Regions from separate parts of the Arachis hypogaea genome. Here region 1 is linked to region 2. The links are chromatin contacts, called in public Hi-C maps. All regions are on one chromosome and are shown on one strand. Each heading gives the region's core, a stretch centred on a gene start, on an enhancer-like site or on the middle of the called end of the contact. The rest is flanking DNA. Distances are from core to core; before and after follow the strand shown.

Region 1 (4,553 bases), core at 1,992-4,491, 36 kb before region 2:
AGTAGAATTCACAGATTTAATGAAAGAATGCGGCATTCAAGATCCGAGGTGATTTTGAATATTTGTGCTATAGAACGTCTCATATTGCTTATGTGACCTAGTTGCATCTTGCATGTGATAACTAGGTTTGTGATCCCTTTTATCTAACTTAAGCTGTTCTCTCTATTTTTATAGATCTGGGAAAGGCTTCGAGGTGGCCTTGATGATTTTGGTCGTTTGAATTCTTCATGTCCATCAGGACTTCATGCAGATGGTATGTGCTCATGTGAGTCTTTACCAACAGCTGAAGAATCTAGCACTCGAGCAAGTATTTCAAGAATTGTCATGCTGGCTGAAGCTCTGTTTGAGGTTCAAGCCTTTACTGAACTCATTCATTTGTTTTTTCTTTGATTTAATTTGTCTTGGCTTTCTATCATTGTCATATGTTCTTATTGGTTTATCAAACGGTTATCTATACCTACATAATTTCCAAATAAGCTTGTTTCCATTTTCTTGGAGTCATGTACTCATGTTTATGATAAATTAGATTATTTGACTATGTGGACCAAGACCTATTTAACTAGAACCATATTTTTTGCCTCATCAGGTTTTAGATGAAATCCATCGGCAACCTGTATCGCTTTCCCTATCCATGGTTTCTCTTCCCGCACCTGAATCAGTTGTCGACTCTTTCCCTCTTAAGTCTCACAAAAAGGTCGATGCAGCTGACGGTGGCAGTGATGCTGAACAGTAAGTCTCTTTCAACTCCAATTAGCTTTAGCCAAAATGTTATTAAGCAGGTCTATGTGTTCTTAATGTGGTTATACTTATGCTTACTAATCATTTTGGCAGATGTTACATATGTTTGGCGGAGTATGAAGAAGGGGACCAAATTCGAGTTCTTCCTTGCAACCATGAGTATCACATGTCGTGCGTTGATAAGTGGCTTAAAGAAATACATGGGTATGGTCATTACAACCAAAAACTCATCATTCTTCCTTATTTCATTCTTCCTCGTTCATTTTGTAACCAACAACCATTTTCTCTGCTTCATCCTTTTACAGCGTATGCCCTCTTTGTCGTGGCAATGTTTGTGGAGGGTTCACGGAGTCTTCTGCCAACTCAGTGCCATCTCATTGATATTGTTGTACATATGGATGTAAATATTCAAATGACATGTATAAAATAGCCATTTAGATTACCTATCTATTCTGGCAAAATAATGAGATATTTTTGTATTCCAATTTTGTGATATTCCTTCCCCCACTTACATTTTCATATTGTATATTGCCTTGTCTGTGAAATTGTGTTATTATTCTTATTTGAGTTTTGCCTAACAGGTGTGGCATAAATTGTTAGCAGCAAACTCTATTGATATCAAGAAAATAAGATTATTGATAATTAAAGCAGTAATTACAAGTCTTTTTATGCATGCTTGACATAACAATACTTAATACTCTAGAGGAAGCTGATCCAGATCACAGCTTAGTTCCACTTGGTCTGAGAGTAACCCTGAGAAAATGGATTGATGTAACTGCTGCGAACTGAATTCGGATGCATGTTTTCGTCATTGCCAAACGTTGTCCACCGATTTGAGTTGCTGCTGTGTTTCTCTCTCGCAATGTTGCGCATGTTCTCCATTTCTCCCACATGTTCCTTGAATTCTTTCTTCACCACATCCAGCACGACATCGCCGTATCGGTCACACCATGATCTTCAATACAAACAAGAAAAGGACGAAACTGTAAGATACACAAAGTCTGGAATAACATCAAAAGTTGAACTGAACTGAAATGTTGACTCACTTGGGAAAGTAATTTTTTAACTCAGCCTTGTCCACTGGTATTTTGGTAGAGATTGCTTCAATCTGATCATTCCTGTTTTCACACAACAAAGGTAAGCAACAGTTACTTAGAAAGAAGGAGAGAGAATGGTACTATAGTATACTAACGTGAATCTAAGATTTGGGTTTGTGGTGCTGAGTTCTGTCTGGATTCTAGAGAGCTCCTTCTTGATCTTGTCTCCCAAAACCTAGTGAGAAAGAGTGCACAGAAAAGTATATTAGTATGCATCAAAACCAGCTGAATGTTTTGACTTTTGAATACACAGATCTCAACCTTGTCTATGAAGAAATCAGATGGTGAACCATCAGCATGCAACTTCTTCTTGATCAACTTGGTGTCTGGTCCCTCCCCAAGATGTTGACAAGCCTCTCTCTCATTCTCATCATCTAACTCACTTCTCTTCCATTTCTTAAACCCCTCAAACCCCCATTGCTTCTTCACTGATTTCCCTGCTATCTGATGTGCTTCACCACCACCATGTTCCTCTTTTGGCTCCCTTTGGAACAAAGTAACAAAGGGCTTTCTCTTCAACTTCTCTGGAGGCCCACTTTCCTCCATGAGAATTGAACTACCCTTGGATGGATGGGAGGGTAATTCAAAGACGCTTTTCTCCATGCCATTCTTGCCATGTTTGTGAGAAGATCCAAACCCGAAAACAGAGGCTGCTCCTTTAATGTGCTTCCTAGCTGATTTATTCTTGGAACTCACGGAGCTGTCTTTGTCCTTGTCATCTCTTAAGTCAATGACCGACCACTCTTCTTCTGAAGTCGTCTCTTTGGGGTCCTCCTTCTCCTTAGGCCTTGCCGCAATGACATCTGTAGCTTCAATATGAGCACCTTGAACCGCCAATCTCTGCAGCAAAGGCCTCTTTGAAGAATGGTATTCTTCTTCAGAAATGCATTTGGCATAAAGCAGCTCCTGCTAACACACAATACATGAAACAAAACAAGAGAAGAAGAAGATAATAGAGTTATGCAGTAAGATAAGAGAGTACCTGTAGAAAGAGCAACTTGTCTCTCAAAATAAGTGGGTGTTCTTGTTGAGGGGGAGAAGCAATGAGGGTGTCAAGCAAGTTAGTTCTGAAAGCAGTGACCTCAGATTGAGCGAGAATTCCTTCGGAGTGAAGGGCCATGAGGTTGAGAACCTGATGGAAGGAGTTCTGCTGCCATTTGAGGTTATCAGATTGAAGCTTGGAGAGGTTGTGTTCGGTTGGCGGGAGAGAGCGTTTCTTGAAGCTGAAAGGAAGAATGGATTTACAGAGTGTGGTGATGGAGTCTTGAAGTGTAGAGTAGTACTTGGGTGTGTAGTGATATGAAGAGTACACCATTCTTTTTTTTTTTTTCCTTCTTCTCCACCAAAAATGCTAAAATGAATGAATGCCTTTGTGTAAAAGTCTTGTCTGAATCTACAATTTGAATATTTTGCAGCTCATAAAAAACGGTCACTTAAATGCTCAAACTAGCCGTTATCTACATTTGCATCTCTCATGCTCCAATACACTATTTTTAAATTTGAAGTAAAATAAAATGATCCACTCAATACAAATGTTAAAACTAATAATAAAACTTCTAATCAAATTTAAATATAATATTACTATCCTTAACTATACTAAACTGTTTTTTTAACAGAAGACTCTTATTACTGATACTTAATGAAAATATTTTATCATATTTGAAAAAAAAATAAAAAGATAAATAAAGTATTAATATTGTACTCCACTATGAAACATATTCAACTCTGCAGTAAGGTAAACTACTATAATTGTACTGGATTTTTTTAAAATATTATTAAAAATAAATTTATTTTTTATAATGATAAAAATATCCTCAAAATATTAAGAAACATTATAACAATATCTAGTATTAAATAAATTAGTATTTTTATCCGTAATGTTATTATGGTAATATAAATTTTTTAAAAGAATAGTCTTTATTCTAATAGTATAAATTATGCATGGCATAAAAGATTTATAAAATCAAACTATTTTTATAGAAAAAAAAATAATAAGTTAACAAAAGTCTTTGGCTAAGAAAACTAAAGTATCTATACATAAAAAATTAAATAATAAAATTTTTAGTAATTATTTTTATATGAAAAAGTATAATTTTTTATTAATAATTCATTTTAACATTCGTTATCTAAAATTTAAAATAATTTAACTGTTAAAGTCTGTTATACACAGGAACGGACTTAGAGGGGGGCGAGTAGTGGCCTCGGCCCCCCAAAATTTTAAGAACCTATATTTATATATGAGATATGTGTTTAAAAATAAAAAATCTTATGTAATTTAATAGTTTTATAAGTATTATTTTTTACTATGTGATTAATTTATGTCTTAATTATTTAATTTACTAATATTTTTTACTTAACTAATTTAATATCATACCCTCAAATCTTTGTACCTTTTAAATTAATTTTTATATAATAATCTCTATATTTATTTTTTATATTAATATATTTAATATTTATATTATTATATTAATAATGACTTATGTAGTTATATTTTGGTAATCACATTATGTACTTTAGATATTATTTTCTTGTAAAAAATACTCATTTTTCTTTTAAATTTATGTTCTTAAAAAAAATTTATAAAGATATCTTATATCTTGTATTCTATAAGGGTATGTGTCTTTTAAATGATTAATAATTTATAATTTATTTTCAAATTTAAACAATTAATTTTAATTAATAAGATATGTGATAATTTTTAACTAAACACGCTATAAA
Region 2 (5,026 bases), core at 109-2,608:
TTTCCTCCTTTTCGGTGCTTATTCACAATGCCACATTCCCCTTCGTTAACACTCATCTTCTCGCCACCTTCCTCCTCTTCGACGCCGTTCGTCTGCATCAACGTCACCGTTCGTCCACGCCGAAAACTTACTTAAGGTTTGGATGGGTCTCTGACACCATTATTTTTTTTATTATTCTGTATAGATTTTTTATTTTAAAAAAATAAAAAATCGAATAAAATGGCTTGAAGAGATTTTAATATATATTGCAATGTTAAATTATTTTTGTATGTACAATTTTTGGATTTTGGAAGTATTTCAAAAATATTTTCTATATAACTTCATAATTTTAGACGTGTTACAATTATTTTTTAATATTTAAATTTAAATTTTAGATTTATGATTTTAGATGTGTTTTAAAAATATTTTTTGTATAACTTAATAATTTTAGATGTGTTACAATTGAAAAATAAATTACAATTTTAATTTGTGTATATAATTATATTCGACCATTCATTACTATCAAATCGTAAAACGAACCTGCATTTTATTAAAGCTACAATAAGTAAGAAATTAATTTTTTTCTAAATGCACTAACTTTGAATTCTTTTTCTTCTACATATATAAATTGAAATATTATAGCAAAATAGAAGAAAGAAGAAAACCAACTTAAAAAAAAACGTAAAAAAAATAATAACTAACTATGATGTAAATAAAAAGTTAGAGAAATTTTAGTTTTTAAAATTCAAATTAATTTTAATTATAAATATATATCCTAAAAAATAAGAATATATTTTAATTAAATAATATTAAAAACTGAATTTTATTATACATGTAACCTTTTTGTCCCCAGACCAATATAAGACCGTCCCTGGTCTCTATCATGTTCTAACAAAGCAACTTCTCCCTTTGTTACAAAATCAGGAAATTTAGACGCAGATTTGGAGATTAAAAATTCAAATCAAGCTAGAATTATTTATATGGAGAGCTATTTAAGAAAGGTTACCTTTGTTAAATCTTATCCACTGCAGATTTATACCTCGCCCCCATTCTCAAGATGCAAACTGAAAAATGAAATAATCATTCACTATCTCCATTGTCCTGGCCTTGCTGTAGCGGTCTGAAACTCCTTCTTTACTGTTGGAACTGTTGCTCGAAATGGGTCTTTTGATTTTGCGCGGTGGTGGCTGCGGGTCACCACCAGTAACCAGGACGGCGTCGCGAGCTTGCTCGAATTTGTGGTCGTTTGCTTGAAATTCTGAAAAGCTCCAAATAGAGAAGTTTTTGAAGGAAAAAATTCAACAGTAAAGAAGAGAGCTGAAACAGTGTGCAATACCGTTGAGATAAAGCTATGGATTATGCATATATCTTCATGTTTCCTTCATCTCTTTAGTCACGTGTTTTTACTTTTTGACTTTTTTTTCATTTGAGTCATACCTAGTAGGAAATTCCCAATTGTTATTTTTTGTCCCTCTTTAGATACTGTTGTTTTTCTAAAGAAAGGAAATTAATCCATCTTTGGTTAAAAAAAACAAAAAAGAGATATTATAAGAATACAAGATTAATTCATTTTACAAAATACAAGAACTTTAACCATACGCAAAACAAATAATTTAAGATTATTTATACATTTAAAAAAAAATACAGTTAACAAATTTATTTAGACAAGAATTTAAAAAAATTATTCAAAAACTTTATGACTAATCAAAAGTTTAATTTATTAGAGAACCGTGATCACCTCAAAAAAATTTGGTAGTCTGGGTGTTAGAAATCTTACGTGTGTTAATATATATTTACTTGGTAAATTGGTATGACAACTTTTTCATTGTCAGGACAAGCCTTGGGTTGCTCTATTGAGGACGAAATATCTGAGGAACGAGGGAGTGTTAGATGGTCCTGAGGAATGAGGGAGTGTTAGATGGTCCTGTCCCTTGCAATGCTTCTTATGTTTGGAAGAGTATTGCAAAGGCTTTTGGTGCTCTTAGGCTGCGTTTGTTTTTAGAGACAGGACAGAACATGACATTAAAATGGAGACAATAAGATGGAGACACTAAAAATTATCTTTTGTGTATTGTGTTTGGATACGATGGACAAGACACTAATGTAATGTCTAGTATTATATTTGGATACACATGGATAAGACTAAAATATTATATGAAATGACTAAAATAACCCTGTGATTCCAAATTTTCTACATCAATATAAATTAATTTAATAAAAAATAGAGTACGTAGGAGTACAGACGAAACTTGAAAAAATATTTGAAGAGACAAAAAATTTTAATAAAAAAATATATTAGTATTTATATTAAAATAAAATTTATAAATATAATTATTTTATTTTAAAATTTATTATTAATATGTAGGAATACATATGGTTAAGATTAACAAAAAAAATAAATTTGAGTTTGATTAATAAAAAATTTTGTTTAAGTTAATAAGTCAAATTAATTTTAAATAAAAAATTAATTTAAAAAAATCCATTTTTACATGAAAAACAATTAGTTTTTGCATATAAAGTATCTCTGAACAACGCAATAGAAAAAATAAGAAGGGGTAATAGTGGAAAAAAAGGAAAACAAAATTTATAAAATTGTCCGTGTCCACTCTTCTAAATCCCGTGTCCATCATTGTCCTTCGTGAAAGAGTGGACATAAAAATATAAAAAACTGTCTCGGAGACAATATGTCCACTGTCCATGTCTCTGCTTCCAAACACTTTTTAAACAAATATTGTCCATGTCTCCGTGTCCTGCCCCCAAAAACAAACGCTACCTTAAGGATGCCTTCTCTTGGTGCGTTGGGTCACTTGATTAATCTTTTTGGTTTAACAATTGGAGTTTTGAGGGTCCAATTGCTCAAGATGTCTCTTTTGTACATATATCTTACTCTGATTTAATTATTAGAGACGTTTGGAAAGATGGTCAATGGAATCTCCATGATATTTTCTCTATCATTTCAGAAGATGTCAAACAGCGTTTGAATGCTTATAATCCGGATTTGAATGCTGGAGACAGTTCGGGTTGGTTGTGGGGTGTGTCATCTTCTAGACTCTACTCAGCTAGGAGTAGGTACAGTTGGCTAGCCAAAAGAAAGTTTGACTGGAATGAGCATGATAATTGGTTGTGGGTACGGCGACGACATATTCTTGAGAAGTACAAGTTCTTGATTTGGCTCAGTCTTTATAATGCTATTCCTACGGCAGTGTTTCGTTTGAGTCGTGGTTTAGCTTTATCTAGCACCTGTCATCGGTGTCAGAATGGTTCTGAATCCATTCTTCATTGTCTTCGGGAGTGCCCTAGTGCCAAGGAGGTCTGGAACCTTTTAGGCCTGTATTCAGATAACTCGAATTTACATGATTGGCTCTACAGAGGTGCAAGGAGTGGAGATGTTTTTCTTTTCTTTTCGACCATCTGGTGGATTTGGAGAAGCAGAAAGTATGACTTATTTAATATAGATGATTCATGGAGTGCTAGTAAAGTGGTGAGTTTGATTCGTAGTTCAGTAAGGGAGTTTCACACTATTTTTGCTATGCATCAATCTCTATCTCCTCCTTCACTTTGTTTGCATTGAGTTCCATCTCCAGTTCATTCTGTTAAATTGAATTGTGATGCTAGTTGGTTTGCTCTTTCTGGATATGCTAATTTTGGTTGTATCATTCGCAATCCTGATGGATGTTGGTTGAAAGGTTGCACTGGAAAAGTCGAAGTGTGCAGTGTTCTTTTTGTTGAATTGTATGCAATTTGGAGAGGTTTACTTCTTGCTTGGGAGAGTGGATTTCGTGAGGTTATTTGCGAAACAGACTGTTTAGAAGCTCTTTTTTTGGTAAACCAAAGAATGCTTGGTAAGGATATTTCGAAATGGGATTTGACAAAGTATATACAGGAGGTTATGAATTGGAATTGGAGAGTCTCTATTCTTTTAATTCAGAGAACTGCAAATAGTGTTGCAGATTGTATGGCTAAAGCAACTATTTCTGAAGCCAACCATGGAGTAAGCTTCAACATTTAATATATTTAGATATGACCCTAGCCAATTAATTTGATTTTGTCTCTTTTTTTTTCTTTCTTTTCTATTTAATGACTAAAAAAAACTTTAATTCATAAAACACTTTTTAAATGCATTATTTTCAAATAGTTAAAATCTTACTCTTTGATAAATACTTAGGTATTTTAATGGTCAAATCTGTATCATATTCCAATATAGTTATATGAGATATATCAAATATTTGGATCTTTAACGTTTCCAAGCTAGTAACCTTAATTTACATATTATAGATTGAAGTTTTGGAGATAATGATAAATTATTTTTAAAATTTTGGATAAAATATATTTTTGTTTTTAATACTTATAATTTATTATACAAAATATTTATAATTTTATTCAATTTTATCCGTAATATTTTAACTTTGTCCTTAATATTTGTATTTGTATACAAATTATTCTTATATATTTTAAATTTTGTTTTAGTATTTTAGATGAAATTAATGTTCAAGAATAATTTTAACCGAAATAAAAATATTAAAAATAAAATTAAATAAAATTAAATATTAAAACTTCAAGTGAATACCCATTTCGGTTCTTATTGAGGAGGCCTCCAAAAAATTTTAATTTCGGCTCTCTATAATTAACTTTATGAAACTGATCTCTTTCTAAAACATGTTTATTTGACTGAAAAAGTTTATGGAACCAAGAGGTTATCAGCCAAAAACTGAACAAAATCACATTAATTTATATTAATAATTATTTTTAAAATTTTTAAATTCAAAATTTAAAATTGATTAAGTAAACCTAATTGAAACTTATAAAAACCTTCCTCTTCTCTCTAACATTAACCTACCCACCTCCAACAATCATACACACAAACCCCTCTCTCTCACCGTCAGGCCCTCTCCGCCTTCCAACCGTGATCCACTCCTCTTATATCATCGACATTTGACTCGTTGAATTCGCCACCGTCGACAAGAACTGCTTTCCTTTCGTGAACCAAATGTGTTACCAGAGCCATATTGATGTTGTTGTGATGATTGCGCAGTGAAAAATAGCTGAA

Evidence for each region. Hi-C and Micro-C count contacts between places; a contact is called where the count stands out from the background.
Region 1: a contact with region 2 is called in a Hi-C map of leaf, with 2.8 times the contacts expected there. The contact joins the promoter of LOC112701192 here to the enhancer-like site in region 2. A contact is called at or near these places in 4 of 8 Hi-C or Micro-C datasets (all in leaf).

Annotation. Positions count from the first base shown.
Region 1 is chr1:98,178,659-98,183,211 of arahy.Tifrunner.gnm2.J5K5, reverse strand. LOC112701192 reads right to left here and starts at 3,241. Exons shown (of 5, transcript XM_025751985.3): 1 at 2,818-3,241; 2 at 2,097-2,741; 3 at 1,931-2,010; 4 at 1,785-1,856; 5 at 1,351-1,693. The coding sequence starts at 3,150. The coding sequence ends at 1,465. LOC112701183 reads left to right here. Exons shown (of 6, transcript XM_025751977.3): 2 at 1-48; 3 at 175-348; 4 at 587-729; 5 at 832-942; 6 at 1,044-1,392. The coding sequence ends at 1,119.
Region 2 is chr1:98,140,208-98,145,233 of arahy.Tifrunner.gnm2.J5K5, reverse strand. No RefSeq gene overlaps it. Among protein-coding and RNA genes, the nearest start is that of LOC112701172, 5.9 kb to the right of the region's middle. Within about 2 kb of position 1,358, at least 1 of the 3 cell types and tissues checked has open chromatin away from gene starts, as enhancers often do.